2 separate regions of the Gossypium hirsutum genome follow, and region 1 is linked to region 2. Evidence: chromatin contacts called from public Hi-C data. All regions are on one chromosome and are shown on one strand. The core of a region is the stretch at or near the end of the contact, and the rest is flanking DNA. Distances in the headings are between cores, read along the strand shown. Region 1 holds the start of LOC107951413 (ubiquitin carboxyl-terminal hydrolase 16). Region 2 has its middle 15 kb from the start of LOC107952266.

What was found. Hi-C and Micro-C count contacts between places; a contact is called where the count stands out from the background.
Region 1: a Hi-C map of hypocotyl shows a contact between it and region 2, with 3 times the contacts expected there. The contact joins the promoter of LOC107951413 here to the enhancer-like site in region 2. A contact is called at or near these places in 5 of 34 Hi-C or Micro-C datasets (hypocotyl, leaf and seedling).

The regions. Positions count from the first base shown.
Region 1 is chrA02:18,417,428-18,424,186 of Gossypium_hirsutum_v2.1, forward strand. LOC107951413 (ubiquitin carboxyl-terminal hydrolase 16) reads left to right here and starts at 2,280. Exons shown (of 11, transcript XM_041083447.1): 1 at 2,280-3,072; 2 at 3,897-5,298; 3 at 5,398-5,486; 4 at 6,419-6,504; 5 at 6,595-6,757. The coding sequence starts at 2,789.
Region 2 is chrA02:18,206,480-18,213,215 of Gossypium_hirsutum_v2.1, forward strand. No RefSeq gene overlaps it. Among protein-coding and RNA genes, the nearest start is that of LOC107952266, 15 kb to the left of the region's middle. Within about 2 kb of position 4,127, at least 7 of the 9 cell types and tissues checked have an H3K27ac peak or open chromatin away from gene starts, as enhancers often do. A contact at or near this core is called in hypocotyl, where this site is marked.

The sequences.
Region 1 (6,759 bases), core at 1,030-3,529, 210 kb after region 2:
CAATTTTGCTTTCAATTAACATTACAAATTAAAAAAATAAAAATATCAATTACAATTTATTATTAAATATTTAATCCAAATATTTGTTAAGAACAAAGTTTATTATAAAAATTAAATATATAAATATTGTTCTTTATTTGAGAAGGGTAAATTTATAAATTATCATTACATTACTAAGAGACTATTTAGTGAACAAAATGTGATAATGTAACTTTCTTAAGATTTTGATCAATACCTTCCAATGTATATCAAATGCTATAAAATAACTTTCTCGGCAATCACATTCCATTGAAATCATAACATGGGAAAGCACTTAATGCTACCTAAATGTTTCCAAAATATTTGTATTTATTCTTTTATAATATATATATGATATATACATTTCGTCACACCAACTTGTCAAAAAGTTTATACAAATATAAATATAGACATACATATAAAAGGGTAATGATATGTTCAAGTTCCTATACTCTTTGTACATTTAAAATTTAATCTTCATGCTTTTATTTTGAATAAATTAACTTTTCTACTTTTTAGATTTAAAAAATACAAGTCGAATTGTTGAGATGGTTAAAATATTTATGTTAAATTATGATCAAATACAACACTAATTTTTTTTTGTAACATGGTTACGAAATGAATTTTTATATTATTTCAAAATGATACACTAATGAATTTTATCGAAAAATTTTAATAATATAAAATTAGATCTAAATTTTAAAATCTAAAAAATAAAAATATTGAATTCTCAAAAATATAACGAACTAAAATTTAAATGTACGAATAGGGGCATATTTTAAATTTTTGTGGTAAATAGGTAGGGATTTGAAACCGACATTCTAATTCGCTGACTAAAACAAGGTGCAACAAATTAGACCCCTTCAATACTGAGCAGAGTCAAAAAGGTGATTAGAGAAAAATGGGTCATTTTTGTCATAAATTTGATTTCCATTTCAGTCTATTTCACAACAATGTCATTTTCCAACAAACTAACCACCAAATTTGCAAATGTATTATGACCCATGTATTACAAAAATGACTTAAATAATAAAATATATCAAAATTTGGTTTTTATTTATCATAATTATGAATAACATTATGGAAAACGTAATCCAATTCAGGAAAATCATAACTTCGTACAGATAAAAGTCGCAATAAAATTTGGAATATCAATTAATAGTTTATATTATATAAAATTTAAAATTGCTATATATATTTTTTATATCAATATATTACACTATTTAAAATTACTTTTTTTTATCGTTACACTATTTAAAATTTTTGATTTAAAAGTATCATTTTCTTTATAAAATGTAAAGGTAAAAGTAGTTTAAAGAGCAAATTTTTAGATATAATGATTTTTTAAGCCTTCAACTTTGTAAAAAAAATTATTTTAGTTTTTCATTTAATAATTTTTTTTAAGTCATAAACTTGTATTATTTGTTAAATCAAAATGGATAAAAAAATAACATTCATTAACTTTGTTGATGTGACAGTCCGCATGTATATCACATTAGAAATTAATTAATTTTTTAAAAATTAAAAAACTATATACTTTTTAATAATTTTAATAACTCTTATATTTTTAATAAATTTTATAATATTTTTAAATTTTAAAAAATTAATTAATTGATGACACGATATTCATAAGGTAATCTATATTTATGCCATATCGATAAAATTAACAAAAATTAATTTTTCTATTTATTTTAAAATAATTTCACAATTGACATAAATTTTAAAATAAAAAATAAATAAAAATAATTTTTAAAAAAAATTAAAGAATCAAATAAATTAACTTTTCACCATTTTATTTGCTATTCAATTAATGTAAACAAAGAAAATTGATTAATGATGTGACGGTAGACATGGGAAACATTTTCTAGTCGAAGAAATTCAAATGCGAAGGTTAATTCGGGCATATTCATTAAATAAATTTATAATTTTATTTAAATAAAATAATAATAGTTTAAATAAAGCAATTACTTGTGGAATGGTTTATTTCCAGCGGAGGGAAAACTCAAAGACTGGAAAAGGAATAATTGTTATGGTAAGTGAACCATCATCATCAGATTCCGGCCTCCACCAAATCAAAAACAAATCTCTACCGTCCGATTCCTCGTATTACTGTGACCGTCCAAACGCAGTATCCATTACCAAATCAAAAACAACCCCCGCTAATAAATAATGAAAAAGACCGGAAGTTAGCCGGTTCAACCCGTGGCCCCCACCCTGGTTCGAATATTTGATGGCCAAAGAATTCACGCTTCTCGATACCTGAAGACAAAATTCCTTTCCCCCTCGACCATCAATTTTCCCTTTTTAATAACATATTTTAATATTTATTTTGCTAAGTTAATGTCCCTTTTTAATATTATTTTCCTTTTATTTCCCTTTCTCCCTGTAAAAATCTCGATCTAAAAAAGGGAAAAAATTTATTGTCTGAAAATCCTCCGAGCTCAACAAGAAGCTTAAACTTTCACCTTTTTGCTAACCCAAGCAATATCGACATTCTTCTCCCACTGCCACTCCCTTTTAGATTTGTTTATTTTATTTTTATTTTTTATAAAATATAAAATAATTCTATTTTTCGAGATCACGGTGCAGTTCAACCGTCTTGTTTCAGTCCACACCAACGGCTACGGTTGCATGTTCGACGGCCGGAGTTTGTTCCATCGCGAAAGCGATCAAGACGGGTACGTCGTTGGAATCTATGTCTAGTGCTGAGATTTGGAGAGTAGGATTTGCCGACTACTTTGGATGCCTATTGGTATTGGCTGCAGGATAAATGCTTTTTATTTGGGATTTAGGGTTTCCGAGCCTGGTGCTCGTGCTCTCCCTCCTCCTTCCTTTGATCGGCTTTTTCGTAAGGCGGAAATGGCAGTTTTCTGTAGCAAGGCAAGCGGAGATAAAGAGGCTCTTGATTTTGGCCTCTGAGGAGGCGGCTAGAGTCGAGCTTGAAGCGACTATTGAATACGGTACGGTTTCTATTTCGCGGAACTATCACCAGTGTGCTGTTTGTTATTGTCCTACTACCACGCGGTGCGCTCGCTGTAAAGGGGTTCGATATTGGTACGTTAGCTTGTTAATTTCGTGTTATTGTTCTAATTTATTTATAATTATTGAGATTTCTTTTTGTTTAGGCGATTTTGTTTCAAATGTATTTGAGATAAATTTGATTCTTTTATCTGACAATACTGTCTTAAAGAGTATGTAATCGAAAAAATATTTGATTAGATAAGTGCTTCAAGTAGCGCAGGGCGAGTGTGGGTCTAGTTTAAATACGCTTTAACATGTGTGAATGTACGGTAGTCGTGTAAGTGTTTATGTAGTGAGCAACGAAGCAATTTAGAAGACTTTGTGAAAATTAATTTTAAACCCAACATCCACAATCTATCATTGATGGGAAGTTTGGAGTTGGTCTTAAATGCTGCAATTTTTTGGTGGATGTTTATGCTGATTTTCTGAAAATGTTTTGGTTTGTAAATTACATGTTTGAGCCTCCTATCTCTAGGTTACAAAGACAGGATATTAGAAAAACAATTCCTCTTGAAAATAACCTTTTCCTTTGTGCCTTTTTTGTCTGCAGTTTAGGGGTTCTTTTTAATCTAAGAGTTGAGGTTTTGTATGTTCACTAACTACATTTGCGAATCATTAAAAATGTGGTTCATTTGATGGAAAAGTAACCAAAAGAAAATCCACCTAATGAATAGAGAAAATATTTTAGCTTTCCCCCTATCACCTTGTTGTAATTCTAAGGATTTCTTTTACTGATTTGAAGGGACAACAATAGTAAATTATGTCCGTGTTTAGCATTATTTTCTAATGATACAATTGATTTTGTAGAAGTTCTTTTAACAGTTTTTTTTTTTAATACCAAAAATTGGATGTTTTAGTTCTGCGAAGTGTCAAATTATTCACTGGCGGCAAGGTCACAAGGAAGAATGCCACCCACCTGCCATTGCCATACACCAAAATCATGATGAAGGGAGCGATTATGGTCAGAAGGCGATAAATCAAGACCAATATGGAGATAGATATGAGATTGAAGAAAAGTCACATGCAAAGTTAATTGGAACATCCTCTACTGAATCTGCATTGTTTAGTTCCATCACAGGACCTGCATTATTGAGTTCCTCTAGCTCTTCTGTGGTTTTAGATGGGAAGGATGATGATGCAAAGGTTGAGTTTCATGCTGATAGGGAAGGACTGAGCTCTGCTCCAGAATCTTCCAGTGCTTCATTTTCAGGATTTTCGTCTGCAGCTGGTAGTGAATCATCTGATGATGTTTCTGTGTGTGAGAGCGTAAGTTCAAATGAGCTTGATAAATTGGATGGTTCCTCATCTGCTGATGTTAATCTTGACACGTTTTGGACTTCTGTTGTCAACAATGTGGATCAAACCAATCCATCATCCCCTAAATTTGTCAGTTTGGTTGATTCTGTAGATGAAATTTCTAAATTAAGTCATAGCAAGCCTGATCAAAGTGAAGAGAGCCAGTGCAGAGCAACTAGTTCTTCAGGATTAGGTGTTAGTGATATGTCTGAGGGCTCAAATGCTGAGGCTTCTAGATTTTCTTCTGATTTTTGGGGCAGAACTTTGGAATCAGTTCCATCTACAAGTGTTGATGACAATGAGTCATTTAACTCTTATCATAAAGAAGGCAGTAAAATGGCCTCACTTGATTCTGGATCATCCTTACATTTTTCATTTACTTTGGCTGGAAATGCTTCTTCCTCATATCCGCAAGTCTCCAAGGTGAAAGATGCCAAATTGGATGATGCTACTCAATGTGCTACTACTTTGGGGCATTCCAAGCTTTCAGATGGAGTAGTTTTGTCCGAAAATGGTGGTTTAGATTCTCCGAATGAAGGAAACTCCAAGTCCTCAAATTCTGTATGCACCAACCAGGGTGAATGTGGATCTAACAATATTCAGCATGTTATAAATCCCAGAGAAGCTATCAATATAGATTTTCCGCTAGTCGGTAGCTTGTCATCTTCCCATTTTGAAAAATCAGGCTCTACTGTTGTCACTAATGGACCTAGCATTAGCAATGCTTCTCATTTGTCAGAGTCATCTGATTCTTATTCATCCAGTGACAGAGTGCATGCTGTTCCCAGTGTGAAATCTGGAAAATTTGATGATGTTCATGCAAATTTCGCTAAATTATCTCAGTTTTCAAGTTATTCTTCTAACGGTAAGAATGGATTGAAAACCTCAATGTGGAAAGTTGTTGATCAATTCAGAGTATCTAAATTTCCAAACACCATTCATTTGGAGTTAGTAATGAGGTTGGTGGAGAATATAATGATAAGCTTAAAGTTGTTTTTCCTTTTGCCTTACTTTGCCTTCAACATATTATCTTTTTGTTAGAATTTTGTTTTGTTTTTGCAGGGAATTTTTCCTTATGAATCATTTGTCAAGCTTTATAGTTGGAACAAGGTGGAATTACAACCACGTGGCCTTGTAAATTGTGGTAACAGGTAGCATCAGATTTTTCTATTATCATAATGAACAATTATGGAAAAAATTATTGAACATAATCTGGTTTTTATGTTATATTATTGGGTAAATCCACCTAAACCTATTGCACTTTAGTTTCCTGCATAGCCACCTTGACTTTTTTCTGATAGCACCCTGATGTTCTTTTCGGTTCCATAAGGGTTACAACTTGTAGCATTAAATAAAAAGATAATGAAATGACTCTAACACTCTTCGTATGAGTTCAAATTTTCAGAATTGTGCCATCAATCCCTATCAAAACCTTAGAAATAAACAAATATATGGACCTTTGGCCAAAAGATATTTTATGAACCGATAACAGCCCTATCCTAAAATCACTTTTCTTCAAGGTTAAAATCCATAACAGTTCAAAATAGCCTAGTTAATTATGATGCCATTGCTAACATATTTAAATCCAGTATCTGGGACCCTTAAATGCACCTGAAAAAGAGGCAGGATAGACAAAAATCTATGAAGGGAAATTTTTTTAAGTAGTTAAGGTATGGCAATCTAGAAAAAGGAATAGAAAAAGAAATCTAAAATGTAAGAAATATTACAGAAAATTATTTTCTCACATCAGGTCATCACAAATAAAAAGAACAGAAATAAACAAAAAATTACCCCACTAAATCTAGGCTAACAGAAATTGCAGAAAAAATTGCAGAAGTAAATGTGTGGACTTTAAGGACAGTTTGGGTTAGACTAGTCCAATTGTTACCTATTTTCTGAATCGGGAACAATACTGCTAGATCATGTTTCTGCCCTATGCTGTTTCGATTAGGAATTCCTTACATGCATAATTTTAAATGTTAAGTTTTCATCCTTTAAGCTGTGTCGTACCTTGGATGTGTATATTTTACTATTTTATTCCTTGTTTCTCACTTTCTGTTAATTTGCTGTTTACTTTGCACAGCTGTTATGCCAATGCTGTCCTTCAATGCTTGACTTTCACTCCTCCTCTGACTGCTTACTTTCTTCATGGAATCCATTCCAAAGCATGTATGTCCCTCTAATGTTCCAATTGGAATTATAACATTTTTGTGCTTCGAGGTAGCATGTTGGATGACTTACTACAAATTTCTTTCTTAGGTGCAAAGAAAGATTGGTGTTTCACTTGTGAGTTCGAAAAAATAATTTTGAAGGCTAAAGATGGGAAATCTCCGCTGTCCCCTATAGGAATACTTTCCCAACTACAAAATATTGGCAGTCAACTTGCTAATGGGAAAGAGGAAGATGCACATGAATTTTTAAGGT
Region 2 (6,736 bases), core at 2,877-5,376:
TTACGAATAACCAGTGGAACAGAATAGGAGCGAGTCGTGAGATCTGTTGAGATATTTGAAGAGAGGCAATAGTAAGCCATGGCTAATTATCGGAGACTTTAATGAAATTCTATTCTCGTACGAGAAACAAAGGGGTAGAGTTAGAGAGGAAAGACAAATGAGTGCGTTCAGAGAAGTTTTAGAAGAGTGTGAGATGAATGATTTAAGGTTTTCTGGATAATGGTTCACTTGGGAAAGGGGAAGGTTACTTAGTAACAATATTAGGGAAAGGTTGGATAGAGGGGTGGCGAATCCAGAATAGTGGAATCTTTTTCCAGGGTATAGGGTGAGTCATTTACAACATAGTTTTTCTGATCATTGCCCGGTTATGGTTGATACAGAAGGGGACAGAAGGTCGCGCGTTGGGGAACAACAATGGCAATTTAGATTCAATGTTGATTGGATTTGCAATCGGGCTTTAAGGAGCGATTAAGATCTGAATGGAGCTCAAATCAACAAGATTTTTTGGTAAAATTGAAGGAGGTGGGGATGAGGTTAAGTGCCTGGGCAGCTAAGGAGAAAAAGGGCAGAGAACGTCGAACGACGAAGTTAAATGCTAAGTTAATGAAATTGAAAGCAGTCGAGATAAGTGATGAGGCGTTAGAAGAGATTACAGCGATAAAACTAGATCTGAACTTATAAGCCAATAAAGAGGAGATATTTTGGGAACAGAGAGCCAGAGTCAATTGGCTTCAAATAGGTGATAGAATTACGTCGTTCTTCCATAGAAGTGCTTCAAACCGAAAAAAGAGGAATGTGATTAAGGGGTTGGTAAATAGTTCTGGGACTTGGGTGACAAATTTTGAAGAAGTTTCAAAAACAGCAACAAATTATTTTAAAGATTTATTTTCGTCAACTAGAGCTGGAGATTGTGATTGTTTATTGGGGTCATTCATTCCATGCATTACGGAGGATCTTAACAGGGACTTAATGGTGGAGTTTAAAGCAGAAGAGATTGTAGAGGAGATAAAATCTATTAGACCTCTTAAAGCATCAGGAAAGGATGGATATCCGGCGTTATTTTACCAGAAATATTGGCATATTATTGGGGGTGATGTCATTATGTTCTGCTTGGATGTACTGAATGGACGAAGAGATGTGGGAGAAATTAACAAAACGAGCATTGTTCTTATTCCTAAAGTGAATTCACCAACTTCAATGAGTCAATTTCGACCCATCAGCTTGTGTAATGTTATTTACAAAATTGTTTTGAAAGTGCTAGTTCATAGATTCCGACGAGTTTTGCACTATTGTATTGAAGATACACAATGGGCGTTTGTTCTTGGGAGGAATGTCACTGACAACATTCTTGTAGCTTACGAAATTCTGCATTCATTCAAGAAACATAGAGGGACATCGAAGAAAAGCTTTGCTTTAAAGCTGGATATGAGCAAGGCGTACGACCAAGTTGAATGGGGTTTTTTAGGAAAAATGATACGAAGTATGGGATTCTGTGAAGAATGGATTGCTTTGATTATAAAGTGCATATCCAGTGTAGTGTATACTGTGGTGATCAATGGAAGATATGGAGAGGAGTTTAAGTCTCATAGAGGTTTAAGACAAGGAGATCTGCTTAGCCCGTATTTGTTCTTCATTTGCCCCGAAGGTTTTCACGATTACTTGCACTAGCGAAAAAAGGAGGGCAAATTTTGGCAACAAAGGTGGGAAGAGGTAACGTTTCGGTATCCCATTTATTTTTTTCTGATGACAGTATGTTATTTGGAGAACATCCACTTAAAGAGCATCTAATATGAAAAGTGTGATTATGGAATATAAAAGAATGTCGGGGCAATTGGTCAACTTTGAGAAATCTCTTATCTATTTCAGTGGCAATATTGGCGTTGACGTAAAGAATCAAGTGGGTAGTATTTTGGGGTTAAGGATTTCTAATAACCTAGAACGGTATTTGGGGCTTCCAACCATGGTAGGACGTCGAAAAAACATACTTTTATCGACATTAAAGAACGTTTTGCTAAGTTGCTGAATAACTGGAGCATGCGAGTCTTGTCGACAGGGGGTAAGGAGGTATTTTTAAAATCAATTTTACAGGCGATACCGATTTATGCAATGCAATGTTTTAAATTACCATTGTCCTTCTGTCAAGAGCTAGAGCGTATAATGAACAAATTTTGGTGGCGTAGTTCGAAGACAAACAAAGGAATACATTAGTGTAAATGGCGTGATATATGTATCCCCAAAGCGCAGGGAGGTACAGGCTTTAAAGACTTATCTAAGTTCAACTTGGCGTTATTAGCAAAACAGGGATGGAAAATTATTATGCAGCCGAATTGTTTGTTTGCTCGTTAATGAAAGTAAAATATTTCCAAAAAAGGGATTTTATGAGTGCGAGATTAGGCTCTTACCCTTCATATACCTGGAGAAGTATTTGGGGTGCTCGGCATCTCCTCGAGGAGGGACTTGGTTGGCGAATTGGGAATGGTGAGGCAGTGAACATATGGAATGATGCATGGCTACCAGGACCTGGATACGGGAGAGTTCAAGGTTAGAATATTGACATTAGGTATACAAAAGTAGCAGACTTAATCGACAAAGAAACTATTACCTAAAAGCAAGATACAATTCGAGAATTATTCAAAGAAGAACAGCTTGCAAAAATATTGTGAATCCCATTGGTGTGTAGTGAACCAAAGGATGTCTTAATTTGGAGGGGTGACAACACAGGGGTGTATACAGTGAAAAGTGGATATAAGTGGCAAATTACAACAGAGGGACCTCATGTTCAAACTGATTCTTCAGATACAATTTTTACAAAACTATGGAGGCTCCAAGTACCAAGTAAAATAAAAATACACATGTGGCGAATAGCTAAGAATTACATCCCTACTTTATACAATCTAAGAAGTCGTAATTTAGTTACTACTTCAATCGGCCCGGTTTGTTAAGCAGTCGAGGAAACGATTTGTCACCTGTTCAGAGATTGCCATTTCACACAGCAGGTTTTACAGGGATTGGGGGCATCAGTTTTACCATGCAATGAAGAAACAGATTGGAAGATGTGGTTAGCAATAGAGTTCAATAATTTAAACATTGAAGCATGCAGAATCAGAGCTATTGCTTATTGGGCTATATGGTATAACAGAAATAAGATTTACCATGAGGGGATTCGTGAACAAGCTCATGAGGTAGTTGGATTTGTTAAAGCTTATTGCACAGAAATAAACACACTGGGGGTGGTGTTAAGGCAAGTACAGGTAATGGATAGTTTTAAATGGAAACCTCTAGAGAATAACACTATTAAAGTAAACTTTGACGCTTCATTCAACTATCATACAAGAAAATCGTGTTCAGGTGTTATAGCGAGAAATAATGAAGGTCTGGTGATGGCAGCATGTACCTTTCCGTGGGAAGACGTCTCAGATCCGGTTATGGCCGAGGCAAAGGCGTGCTTACAAGCCATTACTATGGCTGAGGAAATGGGTTTTCAAGATATTTGCATTGAAGGAGATGCGCTAACTGTAATCCAAAAGATTAACTCTGCAGGGGAAGATAAATCTGAAATAAGCTGTCTGATTAGAGAAATTAAGGAAAGAACATCTAGATTCAGAAGAGTGAGCGTTAGGTACATATCCAGGGAAGCTAATAAGGTGGCCCACGGGATGGCGATGGAAGGACGGTGATATGAAAACCCCCTATACTGGATAAAGGAAGTTCCGCATGCGGTGGAAGGGTTGGTGGATGAAAAAATGAGAGGTTGCGGAGAGTGTGAAGAGGTGGAGAGTTAGAGTCCGGACTTTGCGCAATATTTTGGTCCGATGAACTCGCGATTCCGATCGAGAAGAAGACGTCAATAGCTTTGATTCTAGGCGATAATCGATCTATGTGAGTAACTGATACAGAGGAGATGTGGGGTTTAACGCTAGGGAAGATGAGCTTTCAAGTCTGATTTGATTAGATTAGTCGTTTCATTTCAGTTCTTTTGTGGTCAAGAATGAGTTTCCTTTCTTTTATGTTTTTTTTTAGGTTTTTTATTTTATTGTTTTATTTTGTTTTAATTTTACGTTATTAAATGCACCGATTCGGTGCCTTATAGAAAACAAACAAATGTTGGGTAGTCCTTATAAGCCTGAGATGTTTATGAATTTTCCCATTAATACAAGTATCAGTTATAATTTCAAAAAAAATTAATTTAATTATAAATATTATAAACTAATTAAATTTATAACATTATACTCACACACTAAAAAGCCACCAACCGTCGTCAATTGCCTCTTAAGCCCCTTGTCCAAGTTTTAATTAAAGATTCTTATGCAATTGAATTTTTTCTAACTTTTACAATTTAGTTATTGTACCTTAATTAGTCACCAATTCAACGAGATTACGTATCCATAATTTAGTTCATCTATGTAATACCTCCGTAAACATTTAATAAAAATATTTTCAAGCTCGTTTCATGAAAATAAGGTCCCAAAACCTTTTTTTCCAAAACTAATGATTTTTGGTACGAATCTCCTGTACGCTAACTAATTGACCAATTAATAAAATCTGTAAAATCGAAATTTATAATAACATCATATTTAACTCGTAAATATTAAATAATATTTAGGGACTCATTTGTCAAAATTTTGATCTCGAAATCACTATTTTTGACACCACTGAAAAATGGGTTATTAATATCTATATTAATGTTAGTTTCCATATATTATGTGAACACATTTACCTAATTAATTGGTCAAATTTTTATAGAAAATTCAATTAAATTTGAAGGCAATCATACATCCAAGTTTAATAAAAGTTTAATTGATTTTTTTAAAATTATATGGCTTTAAAATGTTGAATTATTGTTTTTTATAATAAATGGAAATATATTATTTAAAACTTATTTATTTTAAAAAACCATCAGCGAATCATCACTACAATTTTATAATCTTTAGTGGCGTTTGACAATATAAACCTCGCAAAAGGGCAACCAAAATAACCGCAAAAAATATTGCACACGCAATAAAGTGTCTTGAAAATTAGATTTTACCGGCATATTCGAATCTATTTGCCAATAATTATGGCGTTTTTTAAACCTGGCAGCCATTTTTTCTATAAAAGCCGTAAGCTTTCGCCGGTGTATGTCCAATTTGTTGTGTGTCAAACAACTAGGGTTGTGGTTAAATTGAATCGAAAATAAAGAAAAGTCCTCATAAAATCTCAATAGGCTTTGCTTCATTTGGTTGTCAACGTAATAACATAATAAAAAGTTTATTTGATGCATGCGTTAAAATAATAAATTTAACATAAAAAATAATTAGTACAAATTTATACATAAAATTAGAATAATGAGTAAAACTTTAATAAAAAATAAAATATCTTCAAAATAAGTAAAAAAAAAAATCTTCTCTTTATTAATACTAATGATATGTATGGCTAAAATTTACTAATTAAAATTAGTTTATTTCTAACTCAAGTAATGAAATGTGATGAAAAATAGTACTCTTACCAAACTTAGAAACTAGTACAACAACCAAAAAGGCTTTATATTAAATCTAGGGATAAAACACATTTAGTCCCTAAGTTTCGTAACTTTTCTTCAAGTAGTCCCTGAATTTTTTTGTTTATGTTTAATTAAGAAATTAGTATTTTTTTTTCTAAATTTTGATTCATGCAATGATATAACACTATACATCAACAAAAAATTATATGTCTTTAATTTAAGTAATAATGTAACATAATTTTAAATTAATATACAAGAGAAAATTTACTAATTTTCAATATTAATATAAAAACACTAATCAATAATAAGTCAGAAAAAAATCTACTAATTTGATGTAATGCTCGGATGATCCACAAACGTCAATGCAATTGTATTTGTACACGACGAGTCAAATTTCAAAAGTAACATTTTCTTGGATTCTCCATTATTTTTTCTTAGCTGCTTCACAACCATCTTATCTTATATCCTTACTGGCTTCACGAATTTCATGATACTTCACTCAGACCCATTTAACCTTTTCGTTGATATTCATTTTACGTATGGTTAGATTTAATAACTATACGGTTATACGATATAAATATAATATGAAAAATAATTAAAATTAAAAATTAAAAAATTCGTACTACGCACGAATAGACGAAAATATAAGAAAATAACATAAAGTATATAATAATCTTTTGTAACTAATATATTTGCCACAAGGAATCTAACTTTTTCTTTTCTTTTCTTTCCTTCCATTCTAGAGATAATGTTTATAAATATTCAAAAATACGAAGGTTCATGTTCATAAAAATAATTTTTTATAATCTTTATTCATTTTATAATTTAAGAATAATCTTAATTAATAATATTTAAAGAAAATTGTATCATTTTAATAACTTGAAAATTTGAATTCATTCTAAATATTAAAAAAAAAAACCTTTCAACTTTTTCTAACCACTTGGTATTTTCTTAGAACTTCAAACAACATATCGTTTGGCCAAAATAACAACACAACAACATAAGGTAAATCAAATACAATATTGTACCTCAAAACATCATGCCTCATTCCTTATTAGTTAAAAACATACAAGGAAATAAACCCAAAAGGGCAAGAAACAGCTGGGAAGGAAAGTTAAATACAATATGGCTTTTTAAGGTTATTATTATAAACAGAACATGACATAGAGTTACATTATTCTGACTCAGATGCGGGTATGGGTATGGGTATGGCTAGGTTTGAAAGATAACATTCCCATATACACGAGTATGGTAATG